Regions from separate parts of the Rattus norvegicus genome. Here region 1 is linked to region 2. A link is a contact called in public Hi-C data. All regions are on one chromosome and are shown on one strand. The core of a region is the stretch at or near the end of the contact, and the rest is flanking DNA. Distances in the headings are between cores, read along the strand shown. Region 1 has its middle 15 kb from the start of Cdk18. Region 2 holds the start of Mfsd4a (major facilitator superfamily domain containing 4A).

The links. A called contact is a pair of places that touch in the nucleus more often than the background predicts.
Region 1: a contact with region 2 is called in a Hi-C map of prefrontal cortex, with 1.9 times the contacts expected there. The contact joins the enhancer-like site here to the promoter of Mfsd4a in region 2. A contact is called at or near these places in 3 of 12 Hi-C or Micro-C datasets (frontal cortex, hepatocytes and prefrontal cortex).

The regions. Positions count from the first base shown.
Region 1 is chr13:46,099,295-46,104,496 of GRCr8, forward strand. No RefSeq gene overlaps it. Among named protein-coding and RNA genes, the nearest start is that of Cdk18, 15 kb to the right of the region's middle. Within about 2 kb of position 3,032, at least 7 of the 93 cell types and tissues checked have an H3K27ac peak or open chromatin away from gene starts, as enhancers often do. A contact at or near this core is called in prefrontal cortex, where this site is marked.
Region 2 is chr13:46,059,127-46,064,217 of GRCr8, forward strand. Mfsd4a (major facilitator superfamily domain containing 4A) reads right to left here and starts at 3,507. Exons shown (of 10, transcript NM_001109069.2): 1 at 3,106-3,507. The coding sequence starts at 3,335.

The sequences.
Region 1 (5,202 bases), core at 1,782-4,281, 40 kb after region 2:
ATGAATAGAGGGATACAGCTATTGACTCCTTCCTTGGGGAAGACACTGGGTTGGGCTATTTATTTATTTATTTTAGAGACAAAGGCTGTGTTGTCCAGACTTGCTCTGAATTTTGAATTTTGCCCCTGCACTGTCAAGCAGCTGGCACCGGAACCTGGGCCACTGCACCGGCTGCCATATTGCTGCTGGGATGGTTGTCATCTCCACACCTTCTGGAATAGCAGTTCTCCACCTGTAGGTCCTGTAGGTCATGACCCGTTTCGGGGGGTTGGGGGGGGGGGCTAACAACCCTTTCATGGGGTTGACTAAGACAGTCACATTACACAGATACTAACATTATTGATAAGCTATTTCTCTGCTGGTGAAATAAACCAATTCAAACCAGATTAGATTAGATTAAATGCAGGTTTATTGGGAAGTTGTTCTCTCGGATGGGGGAGTTCACTGGCTCCAAGGAAGGAAGCCAGGGAAGGGAAGTCAATGGAGAGAGAGGGAGGGAGGGTAGGGGAGGGAGAAAAAGGGCCACCTCGAGGGGAGGGAGAGAAAAGAGGCTTGAAAGACCAGAGGTTGGGAATAGGAGGAAAAGGAGACTAAAATGTCTGACTTATATAGGAAAGAGCCTCCGGGAGAAGGGTAGCCCAGCCCGTGGGCTGGAAAGTTCAGGGTATAGGAGCAGGGTGTGCCAGGTAGGGACTGAAGGATGCTGGGAGAACGTGGAGGCCAGGTCTGCTTTGATATTAAAATCTGCACCTCAGTTCCTTGACCCTGGTCTGAAACCAAAGTTATGCCTCATAATATTAGCAATATTAGAGTTACAAAGTAGCAACAAAAATAACTTTATGGTTGGGGGTCACCACAACATGAGGAACTGCATTAAAGGGTGGCAGCATTGGGAAGGCAGAGAGCCACCGCTCTACAGTCACCTGGGGGACAAGCCTCTAGGCACATTAGATGACTTGAGGTGTGGAGACCCAGCCTAAGAGTGAGCATGGGTCCTGGACTGTATAAAAGAGGAAACAAGCCAAGCATAAACATCCCTCACCAGCTTTGTGACTGGGGATGGGATGTGACCACCTGCTTCAGGCTTCTGCTCTGTCAGACTGGTCCCAGATCTGTGAGCTGAAATATAATCTTCTCTTTGCTGATTTTCCTTTGTCTGGGTACTTTAAACGAGGATTAATTGATTACTACTACTACTATTGTGAATTGTATATTGAACTGTGATCTGAATTAAATCCTTTCTTCATTGATTTTCCTTTGTCATGGTACTTCTAATAATAATAAGAATAATAATAATTTATTGCTATTGTTGCTGTTATTATTAATAATTGTGTGAGAAAGATGTGTGGGGTGTGCACTTGTGTGTATCTTTTTTTAAAAGATTTATTTTATTTATTCCATGTATGTAAGTACACTGTTGCTGTCTTCAGACATACCTGAAGGGGACATCGGATCCCATTATGGATGGTTGTGAGCCACCATGTGGTTGCTGAGAATTGAACTCAGGACCTCTGGAAGAGCAGTCAGTGCTCTTAACCACTGAGCCATCTCTCCAGCCCCACTTGTGTGTATCTTATCACTGCCACAGAAATAGAAACTAAGACAGAAAATTGACCCAGAGAGATGAGACCAGGCTGTGATGGGCCAGCCTGTGGTTCTCAAGCCTCTGGAATTGTTTGTGGGGGGAATGTGGAACCATCTGAAAGTTCGCACTAATAAAGACCTTGCACAGAGGAAGCAGAGCGTATGGGTGATTCTTGTGGGAGCTTCGAAGACCAGAAAGGCAACAAAAACCCTGGCAGTTGAGGTCTGGCTCATGAGACAAAGACTGTCTGAGCTGGGCTGAGGATGGTGTTATATTTGGCCCAGAATCTGGTTTCAATTTACCTGTTTCCCAGGAACTTGGGTGAAATTGAATTTAAAAATGGACCAGATTGTTTGGCAGAGAAACTCAAGGCAGGACAGTTCTCAGGCTGGTACTGAGACAGCTGCTATAACTGCTTCAGCACCCCTGAAGAACACCCTTCTCTGTACTGCATGGGCAGAATAAGGAAGGTGTCCGGAGGGCAGTTCCCCAAACTCCAAAAGGCAGTGTGGATATCCAGAGATGAGCTCAAGCTGGACTGTAGCATCTCTGGCATTTAGATAAAAGCCAGAATTCCTCCGGAACTTGTGAGACCTGTTCCCATCTGCCACAGGAATCATTTCCCCTACTTCTGGTGGAAGGGACCTATGGCTGGCTCCCCAAGGTGCTATTAGCAGCATCTCAAAGCCCATGCTGGCTCCAGGCTTCCTCAGTCTCCCAAGTACCAGTTAACATATTTCTTTTTTTTTTTTTTTAAGATTTATTCATTTATTATATATCAGTACACTGTAGCTGTCTTCAGATACACCAGAAGAGGGCATCAGATCTCTTTACAGATGGTTGTGAGCCACCATGTGGTTGCTGGGAATTGAACTCAGGGCCTCTGGAAGAGCATTTGGGGCTCTTAACCACTGAGCCATCTCTCCAGCCCACCAGTTAACATATTTCAAAGTTTAGACTAGCATCCCGACCCTTCTCACCTCCGCCCCTGCCCTACACTCCCTCAGCTCATAGTTACTCACCCTTATAGTCAGACTATTCTTACTATATTCTCTCTCTCTCTCTCTCTCTCTCTCTCTCTCTCTCTCTCTCTCTCTTTCTCTCTTGCTCTCTCTCTCTGCTCTTCTCTATCTCTTGGCCATGTTGAGTCTGCTGGCTCTGTTAAGTCTGTCTTTCTCTGCTCTGAACTCTCCAGAATGCCTTTGGACATTTTCCTTCTTTTATCGACAGTAAAAACCTTAACCATATCATGGAGTAGTCGTGTCTGCAGTTTCTTTACTGTGCCCCCTCGAATACAGAAGGTACAAGATCAGGGAAGCCATGGAATCTCGCTCCACTTTTACAGAGAGCGGCTGGGGCCAGGAGACATGTGGCAGAGTCCTAGTCCCTGCTCGTCAACTGTGTGAGATAGTGAAGGTGACGCCTAAGTTGCTATGGAGATCACAGAATACTGGAGATGCCAGAAATGTGGGCTGTCCACTGAGGAAACCTGCATGCAGAGCAGGGCTGACTCAAGAGAGAAGTCTGTGCTACAGGCATCAGATATGGAGGGATGGAGGGCTAGCCCCTTAGCGGCCCAGTTGACTTCATTAGGAACCTCAAGTCCTAGACACAGACCTATGCAACTGAGAATTTGTTGTCTGGGTCTTTCTTTGTTCTGATCATTCCTGGTTCTTCTCTTTGGGGATAGGAATGTTAACTCGGTGCCATCGTGTGTTAGAAGTATGGGTCTGGCATAGCCTTGGTGGGGGTGGAATGACATGGTTTCCAGCCCTGGAGTAGGGCATGAACCTCCACAAGTGTCAGTGACTGCTGTGGGCATGAAAGGCTTGCTTGTATGATAATGTAGATAATCTACATTCCTGCTTTAAGGAATGTCTTCCCTGCTAACAATGACTCCATGATAATCACAGACAGAGTGTGGGTAATGTTTCAGCAAAATGGTAAACACTGGGACCTTCAGGACAGTCCTTAGGTTGTGGAAAAGAACTCTAAAATCATGAGTGTTTAAAATATGTAATTTCTCAACTATGCAAAAATAAAAGATGCAGTATGAATTATATGAGGGGGCTTCACAAATCTAAAGGAACAGAGGCAGCTGCACTATGAACCAGCTCGTTATAAAGGTACTAAGGGAGGAGAAAAAGAGATTTAGGGAATGATGATCACGGGAGATCCTACTCAGCTAAGTTTTTATGCTTACAAAGGCAGATAGATTCCTGAGTTCAGAGTTGGCCTGGGACAGAGCAAGGCTAGGCCCAGGCATGGTAGAAATGGTAATTTCAGGGCAGGGTCCCACTCAGCTAGTTTATTGTCTGTGCTTAACAGAGGCAGGCAGATCTTTAAATTCTTTTGCAATGTTTAAAAAAAAAATGTGCTTCCCGTCTTCTCCAAATCCAAGGGCTGGGTCAAAAAGGGGACCTGGAGTAAATGACTGGATTGAAATGCAAAATAAAGGACTGGGGTTATGATCTGCAAGAGATGAGCTATCCAGAAAATTTTTTAGAATAGCAAGAGAGAACTGCTTGGAGAACTGTCTGAAGCAGAAAACAGAGAGGGAGAGCTGTCTGGAGATCTCCAGAGAGAAAGCAGAACAGAGAGAAAGCCATCTGGAAAGCTGCCTTGAGCAGGACATAGACAACCAGCTTGGACCCATGATTTGTTTTGCCGCTCACAGACACCCACCCCTTTTCTTAGAACCCCTCTTGAAGCTGAGGCTGGTCCCTGGCATTTAACTTTTATTTCATAGGAACTCACATATAAGAGGTTGCTTTGGGTCTGATTGAAACATGAAGTTTGGACTTCTTAAAGGTGTTAAAATTGGGGGCTAGTGAGATGACTCACCGGTTAGGAGCACTGTCTGCTCTTCCAGAGGTCCTGAGTTCAATTCCCAGCAACCACAAGGTGGCCCATGACTATCTAGAAAGAAGTCTGATGCCCTCTTCTGGCATGTAAGTGTACATGCAGATAGAGCACTCATACATTAAAAAAATGTTAAAGTTATTAAAGACTAGGAGGCTTTTGAAGTTGGATTAAGTGGTGAGGGAGCGGTTGTATTATAAAATGATCTTGAGGACTGGAGAGATGGCTCGGTGGTTAAGAACATGGACTGCTCTTCCAGAGGTCCTGAGTTCAATTCCCAGAAACCACATGGTGGCTCACAACCATCTGTAATGGGATCAGATGCCCTCTTCTGGTGTGTCTGAAGACAGTGACATATATAATAAGTAAATAAATCTTTAAAAAAAATAAAATGATCTTGAGATTACGGAAGGGTTATGGCATAAGTGATGTGTTTGAGTGTCAGTTTGACAAAGGGCAGGATCTCGGTCGTTAGTGTTGTCAGCCTGGCATAACCTGGGAGACAAACCTCCAGGGACACCTGTGATGGACTACTTAGCCTCTGGCATGCCTGAGAGTGACTGATGATAGGTTAACTGAGGAGGGGAACCATCCTCAAAGTGGTACAAGAAAGAGGAACTGGGAGGGGTGCAGGCATTCATCAAGCTCTGCTCCCTGCTTATGGATGTGAGGTGACCAGCAGTCACTCCGACCTCCCACCATCTTGGTTTTTCTGTGTGAGGGACTACATCGCTGTGAGTCAAAGCTGTGTCTCC
Region 2 (5,091 bases), core at 2,257-4,756:
GAAGATCTCAAAACATGTTATCTACTGATGTCCCTGCGATAGGGGGTTTCCCAACTGCCCTGGGTGGTTAGACAGGTCCCACAAAACCAGGAAACAACAACAGCAGCAGCAGCAGCAACAACAACAAAACCCCTAACCTTTTGTCTAAATACCCATCACCTCTTTCGTAAACCACAAGCCTAACCACTCTGCCAACCAAGTCTCTTCTCTAGATTTCCTCTTTGTGCTCAACAAGATTTTTCGAAGGGAGGCTCTATTGGGTTCTTGTAGCTGCTCTTCCTCCTGTTGGGCCTGCAGATGGCCTGCTTTTAAAGGTCAAGGTCTTTGTCTCTGCTAGGTGCAGGAAGGAAGACTGGTGTTGCCCTGAGGACCTACTCCAATACCTGCCCCACAGTGGTGTCTAGAAGGCCCCTGTGACCCAAGAGCTCTCAAATTAGGGTAAGCAGTAGATAGTGCTTAAGCAGAACTGCAAAGAAAGGCACTCTGGTGTGTCACTCCCACACCCTCTCCATACAGCTGGTCCTTGAGATTTGTTAAGGCAATCCCCTTTTACCAGTGCCAGCCTGGCACACTGACTGGTAATCACTTAAGCTGAAAAGCACTTCCTTGCAAAGACATTAGCATTTCAACAGAGACAGGCGAGGCTGTGCTACACTAGCGAGAGGCCCGTGTCAGGGCTGGTAGAGCTTCTGTTCACTTTGTGGGGTGGGGATGGGGAGACATCCTAGAGTTAACCAGATGGGTGATATCCTTGCTAACACTCAGGGTCTTCTTCCCTTCGTTCCCACCAGAACCCTGCTTTGCTCTTTATCAAACAAAATGGTTCTTGGTGACATTTTGTCTTGCTGTGAGTGCTAAAGCTCAGAATTTAAATTTGAACCACCAGGAGTTCTACCCAGCCAAGGAAGGTCCCAACAGGAGGCCAGGAGGCTCCCACTGCCTTCCTAGGCACTGCCAGAGCTCAGGAATACTCAGCCCATGAAGATCCACAGAATACCCATCTCTTGGATGAAGCTTAGCTATGGGGCTGCCGCTGACACACATAAGGCATGAGCCACTGTCTAGGCATCTGGGACTATAGTCAAATGCCCATGTTCAAACCCTGGAACGATGTAATATCAGACAAAGTGACTCCCCCTCCTCCTTCCTGCCTTTCTTTTTCTTTTTTGGGGGGGAGGTAGTGGTGGTGGTGCTTGAGACAGAATCTTGCTATGTAGCCCAGGCTGGCCTCCAACTCAAGATTCTTTTGACTTAGCCTCCAGCGAGCTGGGATCAGCAACCCTAGCTAAGTCTCTTAACCCTTCCGTGTCTCCACTTCCTTCTGTGTAAAATGGAGACAACAACATTACTTTGCAGGCTGTGGTAAAAACCAAATGGGTTGATATAAGACCTTGTGCACAGTGGTGCTATTGTTGATACTGTTGTGGTTTCCTGCTGCAGGATTCTCTCTCTCTCTCTCTCTCTCTCTCTCTCTCTCTCTCTCTGTTGCCTATTCAGAGCCTTGGTGGATCCGAGATCTAGAGGGAGGACCAAAGCCAGGGATGGCCCAGTTAGAGGGGTATATCTCTGCCCACTTCAGAAGAGTGAGCTTGCCCACCTGTCCCTAACGATGGTCCTCATTCTCGTTCCTGTTTGAGCTACATTTGTTCCTAAAACATCTAGGATGGTGAATACAACACAGACCATCTGTGAGGGTTGGGAGTGTGGCCCAGCCTTGGGGAGTTTGCCCGGCAATTAGGCTTTCCTGGGTTCCATTCCCAGCACCCCCAAACAACAACAGAGGCCCTCCTCTGACATTCAGAGACACCCCCTCTTCCTTTTCATGTATTTTCTAGTTGAACAGATCATCAGAATTCCTGTACATTCGATTCTATCCCAAACCCACAAAGTGCCGATAAGCAGGAGGAGACTTGCTTCTGAGAATTCGTGCATTTGCAAGAGGATGTGGGGGGAAAAATAAAAATAGTCACTGTCCAGGTGCTGGGGTGCAGCAGGCTCTGGATTGCTAAGTCTGGGGTCCATCTTATATTGACACCTGTATTGCATCTTTCCACAACTGCACACCTGGACAACTGAGCCCTAAAGGCCTTTGGCCCAGAATGGCCACTACACAAGGTCTTTATCTATCTATCTATCTATCTATCTATCTATCTATCTATCTATCTATCTATCCATCCATCCATCCATCCAACTATCCATCCGTTTTTGCAACAGACCTCCCAATAGTGGTTTTGCAGTCCAGATAATTGTTCCTTTAGGAAGCAGAACGAGGAAGACCACACAGCAGCCTCTAGTGTGCAAGACGTTCATTTCTCAGTTCTAGGTCTCAGTTCTAGGTCTATTCCTGGCTGGCTGTACAGAGACTGAAGGCTGCTGCCTTTCTAGAAATATCCTAAGAGGGGTTCCTACATCAAGAAAATGGAGCTCTGCATGTCACCCAGAAGGGTGGCATTCTGAGTGCCAGGGAGAGACCAGAGCTCTGTCCTGCCAGAGGCCAGGGAGGAGTAACAAGGTGGAGGGTACAGAGTGGGGGGGATCCTGGGTACCAGAGATGAGCATGAGAGGCTCTACACTTCTCTACCTGGCCCTAGCTATGTGAATTTTAGGGGCCCAAGGGCTCAGCACTCCGCGGCAGTGTCCTGTCTCCTTTAGGACACCCTGAGAGCCTCATTATCTAGGTAAAGGGATCAGCTGTGTCAATTGATGTGGAGCCACTGTTAGTGGAGCCACCAATGGGTTCCCTGTCACTGAGAACTGCCCCCTGAGCTGGCGCCGCCAACTGTCTTTTCCTCAGTGCCAATTCCACCTCCGGCGCTGGGGCTACAAAATCTCAGAGGAACAGAGCAATAAGGGTCTTACGCATCTCTGTACATCCCATCACTCCTTGGCTGGTGGGCTCGGTGAGCGAGGGCGCAAGGGTTCTGAGCTCTCTCGGGGGTGAGTGAGACAAATACATAGCCCAGATGTCACCTTCAGTCCCGAGAGAGTTTTCCGGGAGAGCTTGTGGTGGGGGAGGGAGGCAGCCCCTAGGCTAAGATCCAGCCCAGCTGGGCAGGTGGTCACAGCTGCAGGGATGTGGAGGGGCGCAGGGGGAGCGACACTCACGTCCTCTTGAAGACACCCCCGAGGGCGCTACCCAGCAGGAGGCAGAGCTGCTGCGAGAAGAAGACCCAGGAGATCTGGGGCAGAGAGCTGTGCGTCTGGCAGCGCAGGTCCAGCAGCGTGGGCCCCAGGAAGGCGATGCACAGGCCGAAGCTGAAGAAGACGCTCCAGTAGGTGAGCGTGGGCTGTAGGTTGCGGCGGAGCAGCCCTGACACCCGACCGTCGCAGCCCATGGCTCGGCCGGCAGCTCACAGCGAGCCCTGGGCCGAGTGCGGCGGCCAACCGGAGGCCGGGCGGGGAGGAGAAGAGAGGAGGGGAGTGCCGCGCGGCTGCCCCGCCCTCGGCCAGCGCGGGGACGCCTGGAGGTCCGGGGCGTCGCGGACGCACGTGTCCCGCCGCGGGGACCGCCCCACCTCGCTTCACGTTCCCTGGGGCCCCCGACTGGAACCCATCCAGGAGCGCGACCCGCCAGCTAGTGCCAGAGGCTCCGCGCGCGCCCTACTCCAAGCAGCCTTTCCGCCTGGCGATCTGAATCCTCTTTACTTGGTCCTGGGGGTGCTGCGGGTGGACTTTGAGGGTCTGCCACCGCCGCCCTCTACCCCGAGCATCCTACCCACCACGGGAGTAAGAGCAGTCCTACCTGTTCATGGTTTTCTTGTGGCTTTCGTTTGGAACCTCAAAGGCTCCAGTACATTGTCATTTGGAAAAACAAACACCCCCCAGAAACTTGGACATTCGTTTTACTGCTTTTAGGTTCTGGGATTGCCCCCCAAGGCCTGTAGCATGCAAGGCAACTATCCCCAGCCCTAGAAACTTAGGTCTTCTCCATTCTATGCTTGGGGATGGGAGGCCATCACTCCCACACCTGTCCCACCACAGGTGTGCAAGGCAGTAAGGCCTGGCTCCGATTAGGACTCTTTTTCTCCTTCCCAATGCAGTGAGGGAGGACAGGAACTCCGGGACTCCCAGAGGAATGCTGAGATAATTCTCCAGGCAGAGTTCTCTTCCTACATGAAAAGGCCTTGGCAGGGTGGAGGGGTTGTTCACACTCCAAGACCCTGATGCTGACCCCAGTGGCCTGGGACAGTTGTGTGTGGTCCTGCTCCTGAGGGAGTTAGGATGTGGTGTCCACACCAGAACCTAGAAGCAGGGCAATTAAGGCCGTTCAGTGTCTCCTTTGCCAAGTGTCTTAATAGTGGTGGAGGCTGTGACATCATCACACTTGTATCCAGGGGTACCAGGGCTGAGAGTTCACAGCCCTGTGGCTGTGTAGTGCCATGGCAACTTGTCGTGAAGTGGAGATAGCAGGCACACCACCTCAAAGTGCTACCCCGTACCTGTTCCAGCCTGTCCTGAAATATGCATTAGAAGAAGGCTCTAGTTAGCGTCCCTCTGGCTCATTTACTCTGTGGGGGATGGCATGGACTAATTTAATGGCAGTACGGGCAGGACTTATAGTACGTAGGATAAAGTACAAAGTTATGACCTGAAAAATCTGTGATCATTAGGCACTGCTGTGAAATTCTAGAGAAATGGCAGCTCAGAGATGGGAGGGGTGACCTGGGGCTCAGACCCCTATCCCCTCCCCATTATCCCTGTGATGTGATAGCGTGTTTCTTCTTGACTGACACTTTTATTGATGTAGACTTTGCCATTTGTTTTCATTTCTTAAAACATTTTTTTAGATTTATTTTGTGAATGCTTTGCCCGCCTGGATGTCTGTGCACCATGCGCATGCCTGGAGCCTGTGAAGGGTCAGGAGAGGGTGTCAGATTGCCTGGAACTGGACTTACAAATATTTGTGAGCCACCATGTGGGTGCTGGGAATTGAACCTGTGTCCTCTACAAGAACAACCAGTGCTCTTAACCGCTGAGCCATCTGCAGCTCCTGCTTGTCAGTTCCCAGGGGCCCGCTCCCATTGTGCATCAGCTGTGGGTAGGATGAGTCTTGCACTAAACTGAAATGTTCCTCCTGGTCACTGTTCCCCA